Linked DNA regions of Sus scrofa: regions 1, 3 and 4 are each linked to region 2. Evidence: chromatin contacts called from public Hi-C and HiChIP or PLAC-seq data. All regions are on one chromosome and are shown on one strand. Each heading gives the region's core, a stretch centred on a gene start, on an enhancer-like site or on the middle of the called end of the contact. The rest is flanking DNA. Distances are from core to core; before and after follow the strand shown.

Evidence for each region. Hi-C and Micro-C count contacts between places; a contact is called where the count stands out from the background. HiChIP or PLAC-seq counts read pairs in DNA pulled down with a chosen protein or histone mark.
Region 1: a contact with region 2 is called in a Hi-C map of skeletal muscle, with 3 times the contacts expected there. The contact joins the promoter of RABEP2 here to the promoter of ATXN2L in region 2. A contact is called at or near these places in 3 of 47 Hi-C or Micro-C datasets (heart right ventricle, liver and skeletal muscle).
Region 3: a contact with region 2 is called in an H3K27ac HiChIP or PLAC-seq map of alveolar macrophages. The contact joins the promoter of SPNS1 here to the promoter of ATXN2L in region 2. A contact is called at or near these places in 2 of 5 promoter capture datasets (fetal liver and liver), 3 of 47 Hi-C or Micro-C datasets (heart right ventricle, liver and skeletal muscle) and 2 of 2 datasets of contacts at active chromatin or transcription factors (alveolar macrophages and skeletal muscle).
Region 4: an H3K27ac HiChIP or PLAC-seq map of alveolar macrophages shows a contact between it and region 2. The contact joins the promoter of NFATC2IP here to the promoter of ATXN2L in region 2. A contact is called at or near these places in 2 of 47 Hi-C or Micro-C datasets (both in skeletal muscle) and 1 of 2 datasets of contacts at active chromatin or transcription factors (alveolar macrophages).

What each region holds. Positions count from the first base shown.
Region 1 is chr3:18,583,950-18,589,667 of Sscrofa11.1, reverse strand. It overlaps RABEP2 (rab GTPase-binding effector protein 2), which reads left to right and starts at 3,409. Exons shown (of 11, transcript XM_021088049.1): 1 at 3,409-4,798; 2 at 5,280-5,489. The coding sequence starts at 4,456.
Region 2 is chr3:18,503,125-18,508,825 of Sscrofa11.1, reverse strand. It overlaps ATXN2L (ataxin-2-like protein), which reads right to left and starts at 2,734. Exons shown (of 21, transcript XM_021088041.1): 1 at 1,900-2,734; 2 at 369-405; 3 at 97-153; 4 at 1-16. The coding sequence starts at 2,201.
Region 3 is chr3:18,626,050-18,631,203 of Sscrofa11.1, reverse strand. It overlaps SPNS1 (sphingolipid transporter 1 (putative)), which reads right to left and starts at 1,558. Exons shown (of 13, transcript NM_001243020.1): 1 at 943-1,558; 2 at 779-844. The coding sequence starts at 1,183.
Region 4 is chr3:18,608,519-18,614,204 of Sscrofa11.1, reverse strand. It overlaps NFATC2IP (nuclear factor of activated T-cells 2 interacting protein), which reads right to left and starts at 4,177. Exons shown (of 8, transcript NM_001244522.1): 1 at 3,785-4,177; 2 at 2,991-3,063. The coding sequence starts at 4,171.

The DNA of each region.
Region 1 (5,718 bases), core at 2,160-4,659, 80 kb before region 2:
GCTGCCTCACAGGCAGCATCTTCTTGCTAAAGCACGTCGGCTCCTGCTTAGAACATCCCTTGACTTTCCTCTGCCTAAAGAAAACACTCCAAACCATGGCCTCCAAAGGCCTGAGGGAGGCTGCCCCTGATGACATGTCCCCCCCACCCACCCTCCGCCACGCTGCCCCTGACCCAGGGCCTTTGCACTGGCTGCTCTTCTTCCTGGATCTCCCCTCGGCTCTTCGCTCCACTGGCTTCTGTCCATCACTCAAGAGTCAGTTCAAATGTCACTTCCTCAGAGAGGCCTTTCTTAACCCCCTCAAGTACTTTGTTTTTGTTTGTTTTTGTCTTTTTTTTTTTTTGCCATTTCTTGGGCTGCTCCCGCGGCATATGGAGGTTCCCAGGCTAGGGGTTGAATTGGAGCTGTAGGCACTGGCCTATGCCAGAGCCACAGCCAGCAGGGATCCGAGTCGCATCTGCAACCTACACCACAGCTCAGGGCAACGCCGGATCCTTAACCCACAGAGCAAGGCCAGGAATCGAACCGGCAACCTCATGGTTCCTGGTCGGATTCATTAACCACTGAGCCACGACGGGAACTCCACCCCCCCGCCAAGTACTTTGAATTTCACATGACTGTTTTATTTCCTTCCCAGCATTTACCCCAATCCCAAAGTCCGCTTGTTTATTTTTCAGTCTTTTCATTGGCCTCCTGTCCTAGAATATTCACTCTGCTACAACAGAGGTCTTACTGTGTTCAGTGGCATTCAGTAGGTGCTCAATAAGTATTTGTTGTATAAAGGAAGGAAGTTAGTTATGGTTACCAAAGGCGGAAGGGGGGGATAAACTAGGCATATGGGATTAACAGGTATGAACTACTGTACATAAAATAGATAAGCAACGAGGATTTACTGTATAACGTAGAACTATAGTCGATATCTTGTCATAACCTATAAGAGAAATAATCTGAAAAAATAAAAATAAAACCGAATCACTTTGCTGTACACCTGAAACGAACACAATATTGTAAATCAACAATACTTCAATTTTATTTTATGTGTTTTCTATTCTTTCTAGGGCTGCACCAACAGCATGTGGAAATTCCGGGCTAGGGGTCAAATCCGAGCTGCAGCTGCCGGCCTACACCACAGCCATGCAACACCAGATCCGAGCTGCCTCTGCAACCTCTGCCACAGCTTGCAGCAATGCCGGGCCTTTAACCCACTGAGCGAGGCCAGGTATCAAACCTGCATCCTGATGGATACTATGTTTGGTTCTTAACCTGCTGATCCACAATGGGAACTCCTGTTTTATTTTATTTTTTTATAGCCAAGCATGGAAGCTCCTGGGCCAGGGATCCAAACCACACCTCCATAGCGACCCGAGCAGCTGCAGTGGGATTCCTAACCCACTGTGCAACAGCAGGAACTCCAACTATACCTCAATTTTTTAAAAAAGAAAGAAGTTAAGAAGAATGAAAGAAAACTTTCTTTTCTCTTTCCCCTATGCACTTAGTCACCAAAGTTAGTCCATTTTCTATCCTCGATATTTCTAGAATCAATTTTCTCCTCTTTTTGGACTCCTTCCTTCTCAACCAGAACCATTTTAACAGCTTCTTTTGTGGATTCTCTTTTTTTGCTTTTTAGGGCCCACCCAAGGCATATTGAGCTTCCCAGGCTAGGGGTCAAATGTGAGCTGTAGTAGCCGCTGGTCTATGCCACAGCCACAGCAACGCCAGATCCAAGCCAGGTCTGCAAACTACACAACAGATCACAGCAACGCCAGATCCTTAATGCACTGAGCGAGGCCAGGGATAGAACCCTGAACCTCATGGTTCTCAGTTGGATTTGTTTCCACTGCGCCACGACGGGAACTCCAACTTTCTGTCTTCTATCTCTTTTACTTCCCATCTGCATTCCACACAGAGGGTTTCCCTGTGCTTCCCCTGCTCTACAGCCTTCAGTGACTCCCAGGGCCTCAGGATACCAAGCCTCATTGCTGACTGGAGCCTGATTTACAGACATCATTTTCTCCCCTCCCCCATAAATCTTACTATATACACAGGAGCCTGAACTTTATTCTGAGGGCAAGAAGCTCTAGGGGATTTGTAAGCCATCAATAGACATGGGCAGATTTGCATTTTCTAAAATCTCCCCCCCCCCCCGCCCCCCGGAGTTCCTGTCATGGCTCAGCGGAAATTAATCTGACTAGTATCCATGAGGATGAAGGTTTGATCCCTGGCCTTGCTCAGTGGGTTAAGGATCCTGCTGTGGTGTAGGTCACAGATGTGGCTTGGATCCCCCATTGCTGTGACTGTGATGGCTACAGCTCCAATTTGACCCCTAGCCTGGGAAACTGCATATGCCGTAGGTACGGCCCTAAATAGACAAAATAAAAATAGACAAAAAAAAAAATTTAAAAATATATAAAATAAAATCCCCCCTGGCTGCCATGTGGTGGGGAAGTAGGGGGGCTGGAGGGAGGCCAGAGAGATCAGTAAGGAAAGTGTTCATTCATTCATTCACCAAATGTTTACTACTGTTTATCTGCTGGGCACTCTGTGGGGTGCTGGGGAAATAATAGGGGACTAGAAAGCCAAGATTCCTAATCTCATGGAGCTTCCATTCAAACCCTGGGGCCACACAAGGCTAAAGGGGGACAGATAATAAACAAGTTAACCAACAATTTCAGGGGAGTTCCCGTTGTGGCTCAGTAGGTTACAAACCCCACTAGTATCCATGAGGATTCGAGTTCAATCCCTGGCCTTGTTCACTGGGTTAAAGGATCTGGCATTGCCGTGAGCTATAGGGTAGGTTGCAGACCCGGCTTGGATCCAGCATCGCTATGGCTATGGTGTAGGCTGGCAGCTGCAGCTCCGGTTCAACCCCTAGCCAAGGAATTTCCATATGCCACAGGTGTGGCTTTAAAAAGTAAGCAAACAATCAAGCAATTTCAGGTGATGAGAAATCTTTAATGTGATCAAATTGTGGACAGGTGATAGAGGTGGCTGCTTTAGAGAGGGTGGGCAGGGAAGGCTTCGTTGAGCAGGTGACTTCTGAGCCAAGGCCTGGGGTGGAGCAAAACTTGGTGTGTTCAAGTAAGCTCATGTTTAGTTTTTAAGATTCTGTCACACCCTTTTCTTCTCTCTCTCTTTTTTTTTTTTTTAGGGCCGCACCCATGGCATGTGGAGGTTCCCAGCCTAGGGGTCGAATCGGAGCTGTGGCCGCTGGCCTACGCCACAGCCACAGCCGCAGCCATGCAGGATCCGAGCCGTGTCTGCGACCTACACCACAGCTCACGGCAACACCGAGTCCTTAACCCACTGAGCAAGGCCAGGGTTTGAACCCGCAACCTCATGGTTCCTAGTCGGATTCATCTCTGCTGAGCCACAACGGGAACTCCCCATCATACCCTTTTCTACAGAGGCTATCTGATTTGACATCCCCATCAAGAATACATGAGAAACCCAGTTTCATCAATTCACCAGCATTTGGTATCATGCCTCTTAAAATGTTAGCCATCATGCTAGGTGTGCAAAGGAACTTTGCTCTTCCTAATGGCTAAGATGTTGAATGTCTTCTCAGGCACACATTTGCCATCTGCAACATCAGAGAAACGACTATTTGTGTACTGTGCCCATTTTCAAATTGGATTGAACCAGATTTTAAGCGGGGATGAGACGTGATCTGCTTTACAAAGATCACTCTAATTGCTTTGATAATTAACTAATGGGGCCGAAAGGGGACACAAGGGGAGCAGAGGCAGTGTGGAAGTTCAGGAGAGAGATGATGGGTACTGGGGTTGGGTGTTAGCGCTGGGGATGAAGACAAAGGAGTCCATTCTGGAATATTTAGTGCTTTGGAGGTACAGTTTACACGGCTTGCAGGAGGACACGAAAAACCGCCTGGTGTGTACTTAACAGAGGAAGAAACAGGTTTGGGAGAAGGGGAATCAAGGCTTGAGACGTAAGTCTGAGCTGCTTGTCACCAGCCAAGGAGAGATGTCGGGCCGGCTGTTGGAGGGAGAGGTCACATATATAATGAGAGCTTGACCCAGGGCAGTGGCCGAGAGAGGAAAGGAGGGATTTGAAAGGCACTGGGAGGGGAGGAGGATTAGCAGGAAGCGGTGACTGGCTGAATATCAAAGTGGGGGTGGGGACATGGAAGTTTCTGACTTCTACGACTGACAACGCGGGGACCCAGGCGCCCAGAAAAAGTGAAGACGATCCAGCAGCCCTGCCCCGAAGAACGCTCCACCAGAGCAGAGGTGCAGGAAGGTCCGACCACAATTGGCTGTAACGTGATCCAAGCTCCGGCGGAAGGGTGGCCAGGGACGGATCAAAGGGGCCGGTTCCCGAGCGCAGGAGAAACCACAGGAACTTCGCCCTCCTTAAGCCGAGGCCAGCGGGCGTTTCAGAGGAGGTGTAATTTAAGCCCAGCTTCCAAGGTCACGCGGAGACGCCACAAAGCCTTCGATGAAAGAACTTCTTCGGGGTTTGAAGGACAGGTGTCCTTCTTCAACAGCGCGGCTCAGGAAAGAGAGCGAGAAGGGGCGGGGCCTGGGCCGCTGTCCGGCTTCGGCTTCGACTCGGAAATCTTCGGCCGAGGCTCGCCATCCCCCCCCCAACTCCGGCCTCTGCCTCGAGCCCAGGACCGATCCGGAAACAGCCGAGCGGATCCGGAAACAGCCGAGAGGACCCGGAAGCTGTGAGCGCCGTCACCAGGCAGTGCGGGAACCCGCCGTTTGCGCTGAGGCGATGGCGGCAGCTGCGCCGGCGGCCGCGGGCGAGGATGGCCGGCGGCGACAGCCGGGGACCGGTACGTGAGGGTGCGTCCATGCACGCGAGGGGCGATGAGGCTAGAGGCGGGGCCGAGCTCCGCGCGGGTGGATGGGGGGGTGCTGAGGGGAGCCTGGAGAAAGGGGCGGGACCACGCCGCCAGGAAAGAGGTGGAGGGGGCGTGGCCTAGCGGCTCAAGGGGGAGGGCCAGTGGCAGGTTAGAGGTGGGGCCAAGAGGGGGAGGGGAGGGGCCAGGTGGACAGGGGGCGGAGCCTCTGGGAGAGAGCTCGGGGGTCGTGTCAGAGAAAAGGGGATTGGGTGAACCGAGGGAGGAAGAGGCGGGGTTCTAGACAACACGAGGCAGTGGTAGGTGAGAAGAAGGCGGGGCCAGGTGGGCGGGGCGGGGCTAGAGTGAAGGTGCCAGGGCCACGGCTGCAATAGTAAGTTGCAGGACTTGCAGATTTGGGATTGTTGGGGATCCGAGAGTGATGCGAAGGGAGGCTGATTCCTGTCCTCCACAGCGCTGGACCCGCAACTCCAAGAAGGGGCAAAGCTTGAGGCCGAGTCAGGGGAGCTCGACCGGCTCCGGGCTGAGCTGGCAGGCGCCCTGGCAGAAATGGAAACCATGAAGGCTGTGGCAGAGGTGAGCGAGAGCACGAAGGCCGAGGCTGTGGCTGCAGTGCAGAGGCAATGCCAAGAGGAGGTGGCCTCGCTGCAGGCTATCCTGAAAGGTGAGGCAGGCACTCCTCCCAGACTCTTTCAGCCCTGTAAGGGGTAGTAGTGCATGACAAGAAAGGGTCAGGGGGCACAGATAACTTATGGGGTAGGTTAGCAGGGCCGCCTAGCACAGGGCCGGCCCAAGGACTCAGAGGAAGAGGCTTCCTTTTCTCATTTGCATAGAGGCGCTGCCTGTGCTAGCAAGCAGCTCTGTCAGTTCCAGCTAAGTTTAGCTCTGAGTTG
Region 2 (5,701 bases), core at 1,485-3,984:
CATCACAAGTAGAGCCCTGAAAGAGCGGGAAAATAAGGACGAGTGCCTCCAGCAAACGGATGCATTACATTCCTAAGAGTTTAGGTACCCACTTACCACAACAGCTGTAAGGAAATGCAGCATTCTGGAATTGTTGTAGACACCCTCAAACACCTGTCAGTAACAAAGGAGAGACAAATAAAGGAACAGCCAGTCAACATCTCACCTTCCTTCTAAATGCCCACAGTCCACTAATATCCACCTTATATGTGCTGGGCCCCCTGCTATTCCCAACCAATCTGACTATTGTTGCACCTTATCTGCCCTACATCCCCATCCGTGCATCTTTTAGGTCTCTGTGCCTTGGGTGAGGGGGAGAAGGCACTCACCGGTGACTGTGGGGGTCCCTTTCCTGTGCTTTGTCCTCTATAAGAAAAGGAAACAAGGAGCTAGTTATTTCATGCTCAATCCTTTTTGTACCATTGATTTCAAAGGACCTGGTATGTTAGAACCATATATCATGTAAAGATAATCACTTAGGCTACAAACCAATTAATCAACACTACTTTCAAGATCTCACCTTCAGAGCAAGAAGGACATTAAAAGCCATTTCCTCCAATTGCCAGCAAAACAGACCTCAGTCATCAAGGGTTGTCAAAAGCCAATTCAACACAACCTTTTCACTTTCTCCAAGAGGGCCAGGGCTGCATGCTTCCAACAGACAAATGCTATAATATTTGATAACTAACAGCCCACCCCAGATGTAAAGATAGAAGCTCACAGAGTGAGTACCTAGATCAGGCATGCATTTATTACCTCCCCAACAGAAAAGACCATCATTTCCCGTAGCCTTGCGCCCTAAACCCTGGCAGGAGGGGTACTCCCTCTACAATCCACCCTCTCGATCTCTTTACTCATTCAGCCTATTACCCACTCTGGAAGGGGTCACCAATCGCCTGGTAACCCTGCTCCTCGCTGGCTGATGTAACCGTCGGTTGAAGAGGACGATCAGGGGGCCGTTGGCGGGGCTGGGGGACAGCGCAGCCGCAAAAGCTCTCCACCGGGAGGCCTCGCCCGGTCTGCGCCTGCGCACTAAAGCCCTAGGGCCTCTTCAAAATCCCCCCTCCCGCGATCACAACCCACTGCGCCTGCGTGTACCTCCACTCTCAATTCTATAAACCCACAAACAGAAGAAACACAGTGGGGTGTCCACCACTCATCCAAGAACACCCGGCGAACCCGTCCAAGCACACTCCCGGCAGCTGCCCTCTATGTTACCCGGGGCTCGAGAATGGCCGGGTCATAAGACTGAGCATCCGCGCGCACGTACGGGAAGCGCGCGCGCGCGCGCTGGAGGTTCCCGGCCCGCAGTCCTCCCAGTTTTGTCCCTCCTTCCGTCCCCCCCGCCCACTCTGCTCCATTCCTACTGGCCGGACTGGGAAGGGGGAGGTAGCAACTCGCTCCCAAGTCCCTCCCTCCCCATTGGCCAAACTGTGGGCCGCGCGCCCCCCTCCATTGGCTACGGCCAGGGACCCCTTCCCGCAGCTGACTCCCCATTGGCTGAAGCTCCGGACCGCGAGACCCTTCGTGGTAATGGAGCCGGGGACCCCTATCACCTCTTCACCCCCCCAACTCGTTCCGACGCCGCTGGCGGGATGCGCCCTGCCTGCCCTTAAGGCCCAAGCCCCGAGCAGTGACTGGTCGCTCAGAGCTGAGCGCGCACCCTCAATGTCCCGGTGGCTAGCCGCGGAGGCTTTCCTCCGACCTGTTAGAACCTGAAGGGCCCACCCCCAGCTCCACGGGATTTCCCCACTCCCCCTGGCGTCCCTCAAAGGTGGCCAGAGGCTAGAGGTCTGCCTCGCGCGGTGTACAGGTCTCGGCCACCTTGGCTCCGGCGCCCGGAAACCCACACGTTCTCACCTGGCGCTGCCGATGGCCGCTGCCCCTGGCCTCTCCTGATGTTGCTGCTGCGGCGGCGGCGGCTGTGGCGCCAAGATGCCCTCGGTTCCCCGGCGGAGTCCGCTCCCGGCAGCGGCTGCAGGCCCTAGGCAGGGGGAAGCGGCCGCGGGAGGCCCTGGGGGAGCCGAGGTGGAGGCCAGGGGCCCCGGGAGGCCGCCGTTGGGAGGGCTGGTGCCCCCAGGAGGCCGTCGGGCCACGGCCTGTTGCGTGGGGGGCGGCTGCTGGGGCTGGGAGGTCTGTTGTGGCGGCTGAGGCTTCAACATGATGGCAGCGTCCGGAAAGGGAATTAGGGGGAAGGGAGGGAGAGAGGAGGCCGGGGCTGGGGCCCCGCCGGAGAGCGCGGGAAGCGAGGTGGACTGGGAAGCTGGGGACCCGCCGTTGGCGGGCGGGGGCGAGCCCCGCGGTGTCGGGGGTGGATAGAGAAGACCGCGGCGCGAGGAAGCGCCGCGAGGCGGAAGGGGAGGGGGTCTCGCGGGCCGGAGGAAAGCGAGAGGGCGCGAGCCGGCTTGGCGCGCGTGCGCGTCGCCGGGGAAAAGGGAGGGGGAGGAGCGCCCGGGCGGGAGCTCCCGAAGGGGGAGGGGCGGGGAGGAGGGAGCGTCGGCGCGAGATGTCCGAGCGCACCGGGGCGGTTAGCTCCGGGCGACAGAGGAGGGAATAAAGAAAGGTGAATCTCGCGCCTCTAGCCTTTGGAGTGGGAGAGGAGCAGCGCGGGCGCTCACGCGCGCCAAGGATTTAGGGTCTCTAGATCTCAAGCAGCCCAGAAGACTGCCGGCCGCTGTCGCTTCACAATGAGCGTGTGAAGCGCTGGGGGAGGAGCCGAAGCAGCAGAGAGGAAGGAAGAGCCGGCCGCCCCGCCTACGCCGCCGGCGTAGCGTCGGGATGCCTCCGCAGTCTTGTGAGAAGTCACGACGTAGCGTGCAGTTCTTCCGCCATTCGGGGGCCTGTGGGCGGAGTCTTGAGTGCAAAAAAAAAAAAATCCCGAGAGTAGACCCGGGACTTCGCTGAAGCTGGTGGTAGTTTCGTGGGGAGCTACTCTCGGAGCTTATCTGATTTACATAAAAGCCTGATAGGCGTTAAAGATAGCAGTTTGGAGATAAATATCTGCCTAATTCTAAATTATATTATATGGTTTTCAATATAGTAATTTCTCCACGCCCTGGAACGGGACTCTTAAACTAGCAGCAAAGAGACTGTCTGAAGGCCAAAGTTCCTAGAGTCTAGTTCAAAATCCTCCACCCCACTCGACAAGGAAGGTAGCCTTCATTCATTCAAATTAGTTGGTCATTAGGACATTAGGCTAGGTGTTTTCGATATAACTGTAATGAAATTACTTCCTGCCCTTGTCAAGGAGTTTAAACTAGTGGTAGATTCAGACAATTAGATCTCTTAGGTGAAGCACGGGGCACTAAGAGTAGATAGGAATGACATCTAATTCAGCACTGGGTGATGGGTTTCTAGGCAGGGGGCATAGGATGTGACAAGTTAGGAAAACTTCAGCATGTCTGGAGTATGAAATTAAAGAGGGAGGAGGTTGAAAAAGGAAACTGGAAAATTAAGTAACGTGGGACCAGATATTAAGGAGACATGAGCATAATCCTCAAAGCAGTGGCCACAGCAACACCAGGCCAGAGCCACATCTGTGAGCTACAACACTGCTTGCAGCAATGCCAAGTTCTCTAACCCACTGAGTGAGGCCGGGGATTGAACCAGCATCCTCATGGATACTAGTCGGGTTTGTTAACTGCTGAGCCAAGATGGGAACTCCCACTAGTTGGATTTTTAACCTGTTGAATCACAAGAACTCCCAGATTTACATTTTTTTAATGAACTTTATTTTTTTTTTAACGGCCACACCTGCAGCATATGGGATCAAATCCTAGCCACAGCTGCAGCCTACGCCACAGCTGAGGCAACGCCATATCCTTAATCCACTGTACTGGGCCGGGGATAGAACCGGTTCAATTTTTAAAAGATTACCCTTTGCAGTGTGGAAAATAGAGTGGAGGAGTGATGAGTCTGTGGTTTCAATCCCAGATAAACTTCCAGTGTCTTTCTCTCTCTTCACTCCAGACATCAGCATTGGGACTCTTGCAGCTTTCATTTCTCCCCTAAACAGGCACACACTTCACTCAAAGTCTGCCTTGCTCTTGGGTAGTGTTCCTTCATCCCGCCTGACTCCTAGCTTTGAGAGTGTTAGGTTCCCTTCCTGTGTGTTTGCCCAGCAATTTTCCCAGCTTCATTCTATGAGTGGTTTTCATTCTGTCTTCCTGCTGGTGTCAGCTCCTAACAATTGGAATCTTGCTCTTATTCACAGCTCCTTCTGCAAGACCTAGCACCATGCAGGCAGTCAATTAAATACCTGTGAGGTGAATGGATCCAGGACTATGTCTCCTGGATGTCTAAATAACACAGTCCAGGAGTTCCTGTCTTGGCTCAGCAGAAACGAATCTGGCTAGCATCCATGAGGACAAAGGTTTGATCCCTGGCCTCGCTCAGTGGGTTAAGGATCCGCATTGCCATAAGCTGTGGTGTAGGTCACAGATATAGCTGGGATCTGGCGTTGCTGTGGCTGTGGTGTAGGCCAGAGGCTAAGCTCCAATTGGACCCCTAGCCTGGGAACCTCCATATGCTGTGGGTGCGACCCTAAAAAGACTTAACTAAATAACACAGTCCAGTTTTTTCCTGACATGACCTATACCACCTGATGCTATGCCACCTCTCCAGCTGGCCTCATTATGGGCACTTCTGTCTCGCCCACCTCATCCTGCTCCCAAACTCTGCTAAGTTTCAGCCTCGTTAAACTCTCATTTATACAACATACCTTGACTTTATTCAACTCTGCCTTTATACGTGCTATTTCTTCACTTAATCCTCATTGTTCAAGCTCAGGTGTCAGGCCTTTGGAACTTCTTGTTATTGACTTCCTACTTCGGGCTCCCAGAGCACTGTGATAGTTTATTTCTGGGTTTTTTTTTTTTTTTTTTTCTTTTTAAGTCTTTTTAGGGCCACACCCATGGCACATGGAGGTTCCCAGGCTAGGGGTTGAATCAGAGCTGCAGCTGCTGGCCTATACCATAGCCACAGCAACTCAGAATTCAAGTCACATCTGCAAATTACACCACAGCTCACAGCAATTCTGGCTCCTTAACCCACTGATCAAAGCTAGGGATCAAACCTGTGTCCTCATGGATACTAGTTGGGTTTGTTACTGCTGAGCCACGTCAGGAACTCCATGTTTTCTGTTTTTTTTTTTATTTGTTTGTTTTTTGTATGGCTTCCCTTTCCCTTGGAGCCTGAGGTCAATAAAGTCAGGGACTATATTTTACTCATTTCCCTAACCTTCTTGTATAGCTCAGTGGCTGGCACACAGTCGCTCAATAAATTAATAAATGAATGAAATGTTGTCTTATTATATGCAACTTAGAAATTACATTACTTTGATTTGCTAAGGAGTGATTTCCAGATATATTGTTAAATGAAGAAAGCAAGTTCAAGAGTATAAACTGTGTTACCTTTTGTGCAAGGACGAAGGGGGAATAGGAAAACAGAAATGTATCTGTAAATTCTTGCAAAGAAAAACACAAGAAGGATAAAGCGAAAACTCATAAAAATGGTCACCTGTGAGGGGCAGGGGAAAATGAAGGGTCCTTGGTTTTGGGGTTAATTTATTTATTAATGGCCTTTAATTTATTTTTTAATGGCCTTACTTATGGCATATGGAAGTTCCCAGGCCAAGGAATTAATCTGAGCCACAGCTGCAACC
Region 3 (5,154 bases), core at 309-2,808, 120 kb before region 2:
AAAAAAAAAACACTGCAAAACCTGGTTTCCAACTCCTCTTCTGCCTTTTGTTGTGTGACCCCAGGCAAGTCTTAACTCTTCTCCTAGCCTCAGTTTCTTTATATAAATGCAGATAATACTACCTACTGCCTCTATAAAATAATAATAAGGATTCCTTGGCTGATAAAAGGATTAGAAGACAATGGGTGTAAAAGGTTTGGCCAAGTTCTTTGGATGTTATTAGCTCCAGGGCCTCCACCTGCTACCAGCACAGAAATGAAGGAGAGAAGGAAGGAAAAGAGACTTGGCCCTGGCTTTGGCCCTCCCACAAATCCCAAGTTCTGAACAAGTAAAACTCACCTCTCCCCTTTCCAGACACTCTGCTCCATTATTTACTGGGTGCCCAGCATTTTCCAACACTGTCCTATGCACTTCACCAGCACTATCTCATCTAACCCTCACATCGGTCCCAAGGGGTGAGCTGGGTTATTACGAACTCCATCTCACCCACAAGGAAAGTGAGGCTTAGAGAGATTGAGAGCCTTGCCAGCGATCACATTACGTGGAAAGCTGAGATTGAAACCCAGGTCTGACTTCACCGTGACAATGAACTGACTCCCTCTTTAATTCTCTGTAAATATGGCTCCTAACTCAACAGGACCGCCTCAGGGCAAAAATCACAGCCCTCTGGCCACGGTACCTCGCACAAATGACTCCCCAGGCATGCCAGGATGCAGCCCCAACTGGAGTAGACAAGATAAAAGATCTGCTGTGCCCCCAGGAGGGAACCTCCACTCACCGGTCTGAATGAGGCCGGAGCTACCGTCTCCGATGTCGAAGAACTGCTCGATGTCCGGAAGGACGCCTGGGAAGAAGAAGACTCAGGATGCGCTGGCCGAGGCCGCCCCACCTTCGGAAACCCGCTCCCTTCCCCTCTTCTAACTTTCTCCCTGAAGTCAGTACCAGCCACGGTGAAGCGGTCCATGTAGTTGAGGAGGTTGATATAGCACAGCACCGCCACTATGAGAGCCGAGCGGCCTGAAGACAAGCCCGTGATGCGCTGCAGTCCCTCCCGGTCCAGGACCTCGGGATCCTCGGACTTCGGGTTCCCCATGGGCCCCGGCAAGCCCGGGATGCCGGGCGCCGGTCCGTCATCCGTGTCATCCGCCTGGCTGAGGAAGGGCGTGGAGTCGGACCCGGACATGGTCCCGGGGGGTCGCGCCCGCCCGCGCTCCGGTCCCACTGACGATCCCTGCGTGGGGAGGAGGCTGGAGAAAGGAGGATGGAGGGGGAACCCAGGCAAAGCAGGTGCGCCGGGAGACCGGGAGGAGCTTGCCCCGAAGCCCAGAGCACCGGGGATGGAACCCGGGCTCTATCATGCGTCCCCGCCCCGGCAGACACACCGCGCGGAGGAGAAGAGTGGAACCCGGTGAGGTCGGGGACAGGAATGGGTTGAGGTTCGAGTCCCCTACTCCCCCAGCTGAGGCACCCTTCACCCCCGGTAGGAGCCCACTCGCGATCCCTCAGCCCCGGCTCTGCCCCACGGCCGCCGCCATGTTGCCTAAGAGCCGGTCATGTGACACCAGAGCTGGGCTGGGGGCGGTGAACGCCAAGGTGGGTCAGCCCCGACGCGACTACGGAGGCCGCGCGCGCCCCTGCGGCTTCTCAGCCGCTCTCGCATCACGTGACTGAGGGCGCAGCGGGAGCTCTCCACCCAGTTTTTCAGGCAGGACCGACAGACGACCTAAAGGAGTCTAGGTGACCTAGTGCGAGTCCCTGCCCGTCTGAATCTCGGCTTCCTTATCTGCAAGGCCTGCTTCTTATCGAACGAGATCAGATTAGATAATGGAATGTTAAAAGGGTCTGGAAATTGGAGTTCCCGTCCTGGCACAGCCAAAACGAATCCAACTAGGAACCATGCGGTTGCGGGTTCGATCCCTGGCCTTTCTCAGCGGGTTAAGGATCCGGCGTTGCCGTGAGCTGTGGTGTAAGTCGCAGACGCGGCTCGGATCCCGCGTTGCTGTGGCTCTGGTGTAGACCGGTGGCTACAGCTCACATTCGACCCCTGGGAACTCCATATGCAAGGAACAGTTCTTACGCTCTTACCTTCTGTGTCCGTTTGGGGCTTCATACATGCTCAGTGATGAATGAATGGTGAACAGCGGCTCCCAGTCCTGGCCTCTTGCCTGGCCCCGGTCAGCTCCCTCTAAACCCCTGAGCTTTCCCTGCAGGCGTTGAAGAAAGCCTCCCCAGAATTTATCCACCGCGTGTGGAGTCGGTTTTTCCCTCACCTCTAACGGGACCGAAGCCCTTGCGCCTTCTAATGGTCTCTCTTGGAACAGTCAGGGGCTCAGGAGGCCAAGCTGCAGACTGGGCTCAAAGACTACAGAGCCTTGGCACCAAAACAGCTTGGTTGCTTGGCACCTCCCTGCCCCAATCACCAAGCTACAGCTGATAAACATACACTCTAAGTAAAATTAGTGAAGTTCTATGCAAATACAACTTCAAGATCCCTCTTCCAACCAGACCTCTAAGCCCCTCTGCTGAAATTCTAGTCTCCTAAGATCTTGAGGCCCCCAAGAGGCCTTACCTGAAACCTGAGTCCCGGACCTACTTGGTATTGCCCCAGGAGGTACTTCATGTTTCAGAACATTAAGCCTAGTCTGCCATGTGGGCCTAAAAGAAAGAGATGGAGAGGGATTTCAGATTGTATTCACTGAATTTCCTCAGTACTGTTGAGCGTGTACTCTATGCCTGGCATTGTATCCGGTGTCAGGCAAATGCAGATTTATCTGGAGCTTATCTGAAGGGGACAGCTATCCATACACATGTAAAATTGCACCTGTCAAATGAAAAGGCAAACCACAGACTGGAAGGAAGTATTTGCAAAGCATGTATCCAACAAGTGACTTATATCCAGGTGTATAAAGAACTTTTATTTATTTACTTATTTATTTTATTTTTAGGGCCACACCTATGGCATATGGAAGTTCCCAGACTAGGGGTCAAATCGGAGCTGCAGCTGCCAGCCTACACCACAGCCGCAGCAACACCAGATCCGAGCCTTGTCTGTGACTTACGCTGCTGCTTGCTGCAATGTCAGATCCTTAACCCACTGAACGAGGCCAGGGATTGAACCTTCATCTTCATACTTGTTTGATTCTTAACCTGCTGAGCCACAATGGGAACTCCCTAAAGAACTTTTTTTTTTCTTTTTGGCTGCCCCGAGGCATGTAAAATTCCCAGGTTAGGGATCAGATCTGAGCTGCAGTTGAGACCAAGCCTCAGCTGTGACAGCACCAGATCGTTAACCCACTGCAGGGCCAGGTATGGAACCCAAATCCCAGTGCTCCTTAGACACCGCTGATCCCGTTGCACCACAGCAACGCCAGATCTAAGCTGCGTCTGTGACTTACACCACAGCTCACGGCAATGCCGGATCCTTAATCCACTGAGCAAGGCCAGGGGTCAAACCTACATCCTCATGGATACTAGTCAGATTTGTTTCCATTGAGCCACGACGAACACTAAAAAACATAATTTTTTAAGTGGGCAAAAGATTTGAACAGACATCTCGCAAAAGATAAATGAATGGCCAACAAGAATATGACACCATTGGTCATTAAGGAAGATACAATTAAAACCACATTAAGATACTACTATACTAGAATGGCTTAAACAAAGAAAAAATAAAGGACCTGATAAAATCCTGGAAATGATATGGAGAAACTAAAACCTTCATACAGTATTTATGGGAATTGCAAATAGTACAGCTATTTTGGGAAGCGAATTCGCAGTTTTTCTTTAAAAATTAAACAGACAAAAAAATTAAAATTAAAATTAAACAGACACTAAAAAAATATTAAGTATACACTTCCCATGTGACCGATCAACTCCACTACTAGGTAGCTATCCATGAGAAATGAAAACATGTTCAAACAAAAGCCTGTATGCAAAATTCAGGTTCATTAGAAGCCTTATTTGTAATAGCCATAAAATGAAAACCAAAAAAACAAGTATCCATCAACAGGTGAAGCATATATCCATCAATGCTACACATAATATGGATAAATCTCAAAAACATTGTGCCAAGTGAAAGACCCCGACACAAAAGACTGCATACAGTATTATTCCATTTGTACAAAAATCCAGAAAAGGCAAAACTAAAGTGACAAAGCAGACTAGTGGTTGCCTAGGGTCAGGGGGAGGGAGAGGTACAAAGAGGCACCCGAAACGTCTGTAGGATGTATACGTCCACTAAAACTTATTGAACTGTAGATTTAAAATAGTTCCTTTGAGGAGCAGAGCATTAAGAACCTGACTAGGGAGTTCCTGTCGTGGCGCAGTGGTTAACGAATCCGACTAGGAACCATGAGGTTGCGGGTTTGGTCCCTGCCCTTGCTCAGTGGGTTAACGATCCGGCGTTGCCGTGAGCTGTCGTGTAGGTTGCAGACGCAGCTCGGATCCCGCGTTGCTGTGGCTCTGGCATAGGCCGGTGGCTACAGCTCCGATTCGACCCCTAGCCTGGGAACCTCCATATGCAGTGGGAGCAGCCCAAAGAAATAGCAAAAAGACAAAAAAAAAAAAAAAAAAGAACCTGACTAGTATCCATGAGGAAGCAGGTTTGATCCCTGGTCTTGCTCAGTGGGTTAAAGGATCCAGCATTGCCGTGAGCTATGGTTTAGGTCAAAGATGAGGCTCAGATCTGATGTGGCTGTGGCTGTGGTGTAGACCAGTGGCTACAGCTCACATTCGACCCCTGGCCTGGGAACTTCCATGTGTCAAGGTTGTGACCCTAAAAGCAAAAAAAAAAAAAAAAAAAAAAAAAGCCTGAGGTCCAAACACAATACCTCTGGACATTAATGAAAATAAAACTCTGGTTATAAAGGCAAGTATTTTTATGCTACTTGGTTTTGCCAAATGGGAAGAATATTTGGCTCTTCTCCAAGTACAGGTTCCTTTTTCTCCCTCTTTTTTGGTCACCCCATGGCATATAGAGTTCCCGGGCCAGGAATCAGATACAAGCTGCACCTGCAACAGTGCTAGATCCTGTAACTCACTGTGCCGGCCTGGAAATCCAATGTAGAGACACCACCAATCCTGATCCTGTTGCAGCCCAGCGGGAACTCCACAAGTCCCTTTTAATTAGATGGATCTCAAAATTAAATTTCCTTT
Region 4 (5,686 bases), core at 2,928-5,427, 100 kb before region 2:
CAGAAAGAGAAAGGCAGGAGTTCCCGTCGTGGCACAGCAGAAATGAATCCGAACGGGAACCATGAGGTTGCGGGTTCGATCCCTGGCCTCGCTCAGTGGGTAAGGATCCGGCATTGCCATGAGCTGTGGTGTAAGTCGCAGATGTGGCTCGGATCCCGAGTTGCTGTGGCTCTGGTATAGGCCGGCGGCTACAGCTCCGATTAGACCCCTAGCCTGGGAACCTCCATATGCTGCGAGAGAGGCCCTAGAAGAGGCAAAAAGACCAAAAAAAAAAAAAAAAAAAAAAATTTACGAGTTCCCACGGTGGCTCAGTGGCAAATAACCCAACTAGTATCCTTGAGGATGCAGGTTCAATCCCTGGTCTCACTCAGTGGGTTAAGGATCCCACATTGCTGTGGCCATGGTGTAGGCTGGCAGCTGCAGCTCTGATTTGACCCCTAGCCTGGGAACTTCCATCTTCCATATGCCAGAGGTGTGGCCCTAAAAACACACACAAAAAACCCAAAAAATTATTTTATTTTCTTTCTACACGCAATGTGATGGACACAGCAAGACTACGTGAGTCTAAGGGTGGGAGGCAGGGTGTACAGCTGGGAGGGAATGAGGGAGAGATAAATACAGTCCTTCTAAACCCACATTTCTCAAATTTCCTCCATATGACATGATCATATTTTGCCATATCTCTGTATTACTTAATATATTTCTTTACATTGTTCCATTTAACTTAAATGTCTTATAAAAGGAAACCAGGTATTATTCTAGGATATAGAAGCACTTTTCCCTTTGCCTGCCACAATAAAAGATCATCATTGATTATTTAAAAAAAAAAAAAAATATTGTGACTACAAAACAGTGATGATAAATCCTAGAGCAGTGGTTCTCAACCAGGGGCAATCTGGCCTCCCAAGGGACAGGTGGCAATGTCTAGAGGCAATTCTGGTTGTCACAAAGGGGCGGGGAAGAGGAGGTTGGGGTGTAACACTAGCATCTGGTGAGCGGAGGTCAGGATCTCCTAAACATCACACAGTGTAGACACAGCCCCACCCAAAGAATTATCCAGTCCAAGAATTATCCAGTTCATCGTGGCTCAATGGTTAACGAATCTGACTAGGAACCATGAGGCTGCGGGTTCGATCCCTGGCCTTGCTCAGTGGGTTAAGGATCCGGCGTTGCCGTGAGCTGTGGTGTAGGTTGCAGATGAGGCTCGGATCCCGCGTTGCTGTGGCTCTTGTGTAGGCCGGCGGCTACAGCTCCGATTGGACCCCTAGCCGGGGAATCTCCATGTGCCGTGGGAGCAGCCCAAGAAATGGCAAAAAGACAAAAAAAAAAAAAAAAAAAATTATCCAGTCCAAACGTCAGGAGGGCTGAGGTTGAGAAACCCCATCCTCGTAGCTTCCAGAAGCCTGAGACTCTGCATTTCTGACAAGCTCCTGAAGGATGCCCAGCACTCCTGGGCCCACATTTTGAGTAGCAAGGACAGAGGTACCTTTGTATTTCTGTGTACCCGCTACTGTCCTACAGCATATATGTAGCCCAAGAGGGGGATTTCTATATATTCTCTTTAATTAATTCTCACCCAAATCCTTTGACATACATCCATTATTTGTCCCCATTTTGCCGATGAGGAAATTGAAGCATTGAGATTCACTTGCCCAAGGTCACACAGCTACGAAGGGGTAGAGCTGGGATTCCAACCCAGGCCTGTTGGTTCCTAAATCAGCTCTTTTTTTTTTTTTTTTTTTTTTTTTTGCTTTTTAGGGGCTTCACCTGCGGCATATGGAGGTTCCCAGGCTGGGGGGTCAATCAGAGCTGCAGCTGCCCCGCCTACACCACACTGGATCCAAGCCATGTCTGCAACCTACACCACAGCTCATGGCAACACTGGATCCCCAACCCACTGAGCGAGGCCAGGGAGGGAACCAGCATCCTCATGGATACTAGTTGGATTGTTTCTGCTGCACCACAAAGGGAACTCCCCTAAATCAGCTCTTAATCACCCTACCATACTCCCTCATGGCACAAAAAGTCCTAGTCCAAGGCCTGTGTGGGCCCATGAGATCACTGTCCTATTAGACTTGATTTCTATTCACTGCCCTTGAGTGGTTTGCAAAAAAATCCCATCCCTGGGGGAGGACATCAGCTGGGCGGCCCTGATATGATTCAAAGAACACCCTGCTGGCTCCAGAGACTTGTGGCAGATGTAACAAAATGTTACAGATTCTCACCACCTCCCCCTCCCCTGCTTCCAGGATTACAGCATCAGGATCTCTGTAGATGGCACCCGGGGAATTTGTATATTTGCACACTCCTATGCCTGTTAAGAGTTGAGGGAAGGGTTTTTGTTTGTTTGTTTGTTTGTCTTTTTAGGGCCACACCCACAGCATATGGAGGTTCCCAGGCTAGGGGTTGAATCAGAGCTGTAGCCACTGGCCTACGCCACAACCACAACAATGTCAGATCTGAGCCGCGTCTGTGACCTACATACACCACAGCTCATGAAACACCAGACCCTTAACCCACTGAGAGAGGCCAGGGATCAAACCTGCGTCCTCATGGATGCTAGTCAAATTCGTTTCCACTGAGCCACGACGGGAACGCCAGGGGAAGGGGGTGTTGACAGTACTTTCGGTGCCCTCTGGTTAACAATCCAGCTCCTGGAATTCCCGCAGTGGCACAGTGGGTTAAGAATCCAACTGCAGCAGCTCTAGTCGCAGGTGCGATGTGGGTTTGGTCTTTCATCCGTGGCCTGGGCATTTCCACATGCCTCGGGTACAGCCATAAACAAACAAACAAACAAACACAAAACACCCCATCCAGCTCCTTTCAGGACAACAGCTTTTTCTGGCTAGGGTGCTAGTCAGAGAGGCTAGTCACCTCTCCCAGGTCCTTCCCCTGAGACTTGGGAAACAACTAACTGCAGAGATGTAAACTCCAGGAAGTCTCCTTGGAGAGACCAGGGTGGGCGCCGCTCCCTGGAAGGCCTCCCTTACCTTCCTCAGTCTCTGGGGGACAGAATTTCAGGAGGGACACGTGATCTGGGATGAGGTGGAGGCTGCTTTTCACCTGCAAAGAAACAATAGATCAAATCCTCCCCCCACTTAAAGGCGAAAACTGGGGCCCACTCTTCCCCCACACTCAGGCCTCCTCCAGCTCCCACTTCCTCCCTAAGGATGCAGACACCCCAACCCTACCCCGGAGATTCAGGAGGCTCAGCTTCCCCAGGATCCAAAATTGGACACCTTGACTCCCACACCCCTTTGGCCAATGCACTCTAAGGGTGCAAGTTTAGAGGTCTTTTTTTTATGAGGGTGCTAGCCATCCCGCTACTTTAGAATCCTTGGAGATCCTAGCACCCCACCCCACCCCTGCTCATCCTACCACGTGGGGACTCCAGCCTCCTGGATCCCCAGTCCTCTGTGAATTTCCACAGACTCCAGCCCTCATCCTCCTGGATCCTTAGCAATGGGTCCCAGCCTTAAAATCCAACATGCCCTATATCCCAGCCCCAGGTCCTCAAAGCCCTTCTCTGAAGCACCAGGGATCCCAGCGCCTTAGCCTCTCTTTACCCGCGATGTTCCAGCTCCCGGGGATTCCCAAACTCTCGACACACTCCAGATCCCTTTACCTTCCCAATGTGCAGAAACCCCAGAAACCCTGCATCTCTCTGCCTCCAAGGCCCTAGCCCCTGCTTCCCTTTAGTCCCCAAGACCAACCCCAAAATCCTACCCTCGGCACTGTAAGAACCCACTCTTCCGCGCTAACCCTCCCGGGGACCCGGCGGCACCTTCTCGGAGTACACTGGAACCGCAGGTGCCTCCCCCGGATCCAGCAACAGCCGCCTCCGCCGCCTGATCAGGATCGGAGGGGCTCCAGCTGGCCCTGCGTCCGCCCCTTCGCTGTCGCTGTCGCTGTCGTCCCGGGGCGCGGCCGGCACCGGGGTTTCGGGGAGTGGGACCTCGGCCGGGTCCGCAGCGCCGCGCGCCGTGGCGACCTCCAAAACATCCTCATCGCTGTCGCTGACCAAGTCCACAAGCTCTGGGTCCAGGGTGCGTCGAGCTGGAGATCGTTGGGACTGAGGTCGCCGGCCCCGGCCGCCCCGGGACCCCCGAGTCCCTCGGCCAACACCGCCGCCTCTGGACCGCCGGCCCCGTTTCCTCAGTGGCTCCGCCATGGTACATACTCGGTTCCCGCAGTCGCCCGCCTCTAGTAGACTCGCCCGACCGCGTCCAGGGGCTTCCGCCCTTCATTGGGCGAACCGCCTGCTAGTCAGCACCTCTCCCCGCCCACACTCTCCGGATCCACCCCTCCGCCTTTTCACTGGTCGCTGCACACCCGCCCATCATGCATTCACCACTGAAACCAAGCCGCCAAAGATTCCAGTCAGACTCGGTTCAATCAGCGCAGGTTTCGATTCGGCCCGGCTGGCCCATTGGCCGGGCTGTCTCTCGTCCTGAGCAGCCTTTCCTGGTTGGTGGAGGAGCGAGGCATCTTGGGAATTGTAGTCCGAAAGCCCACAGGCTAGAGTGGATGGGGGCGGGCTGGGAATTCCTTTTGAAAAACGCGGACTCCGCGGGTATTCCCATTATTCTTTCTCCCAACCGCTTGGTGGGCTATTTTTACTTAAACGCAACCTTGAGCACATGCCTCTCCTCACGTACTAATACTTCAACATCACGCAGCTCTGCGAATTACTTCGCATACATACCCTCCCTCACGCCCGACATCTAGGCAGACGCTTTTCACGGGCAATGTCAACAGAGCATAAACTTTTTTTTTTTGTCTTCTTTTTTGCCTTTTCTAGGGCCGCTTCCGCGGCATATGGAGGTTCCCAGGCTAGGGGTCTAATCGGAGCTGTAGCCACCGGCCTGCGCCAGAGCCACAGCAACATGGGATCCGAGCCGCGTCTGTGACCTACACCACAGCTCACGGCAACGCCAGATCCTTAACCCACTGAGCGAGGCCAGGGATTGAACCCGCAACCTCATGGTTCCTAGTCGGGTTCGTTAACCACTGCTCCATGACGGGAACTCCCAGAGCATAAACTCTTTTATTTATTTATTTATTTATTTGTCTTTTGTTGTTGTTGCTATTTCTTGGGCCGCTCCCGCGGCATATGGAGATTCCCAGGCTAGGGGTCTAATTGGAGCTGTAGCCACCGGCCTGCGCCAGAGCCACAGCAACGCGGGATCCGAGCCGTGTCTGCAACCTACACCACAGCTCACGGCAACGCCGGATCGTTAACCCACTGAGCAAGGGCAGGGACCGAACCCTCAACCTCATGGTTCCTAGTCAGATTCGTTAACCACTGCGCCACGACGGGAACTCCAGCATAAACTCTTGCAACACCTTCCTACAACATATACCTAAGCACAACCCGACTTACAAACACTTAGAGATGCAATAAGGGAAGTGATCTCCCCCTTCTCCCTTTACTTTCACAATTTCTTTCTGTGTCCTTTTCAAAATGTACGTTTATCTCTATAATGGCTAAATAAGCCTCTTGCCAGTCTCAGAACTCCAGGACCTGGGAGCCATTTTTTTTTTTAATTGAAGTATAGTAGATTTTGAATGTTGTATTATTTTCTGGTGTACAGCAAAGTGATTCAGTTTTATGTATATTTTCTTTTTCATATTATTTTCCTTGATAGATGCGATTGTAGGGACCAAGTGTGTACCAAGGCAGAGC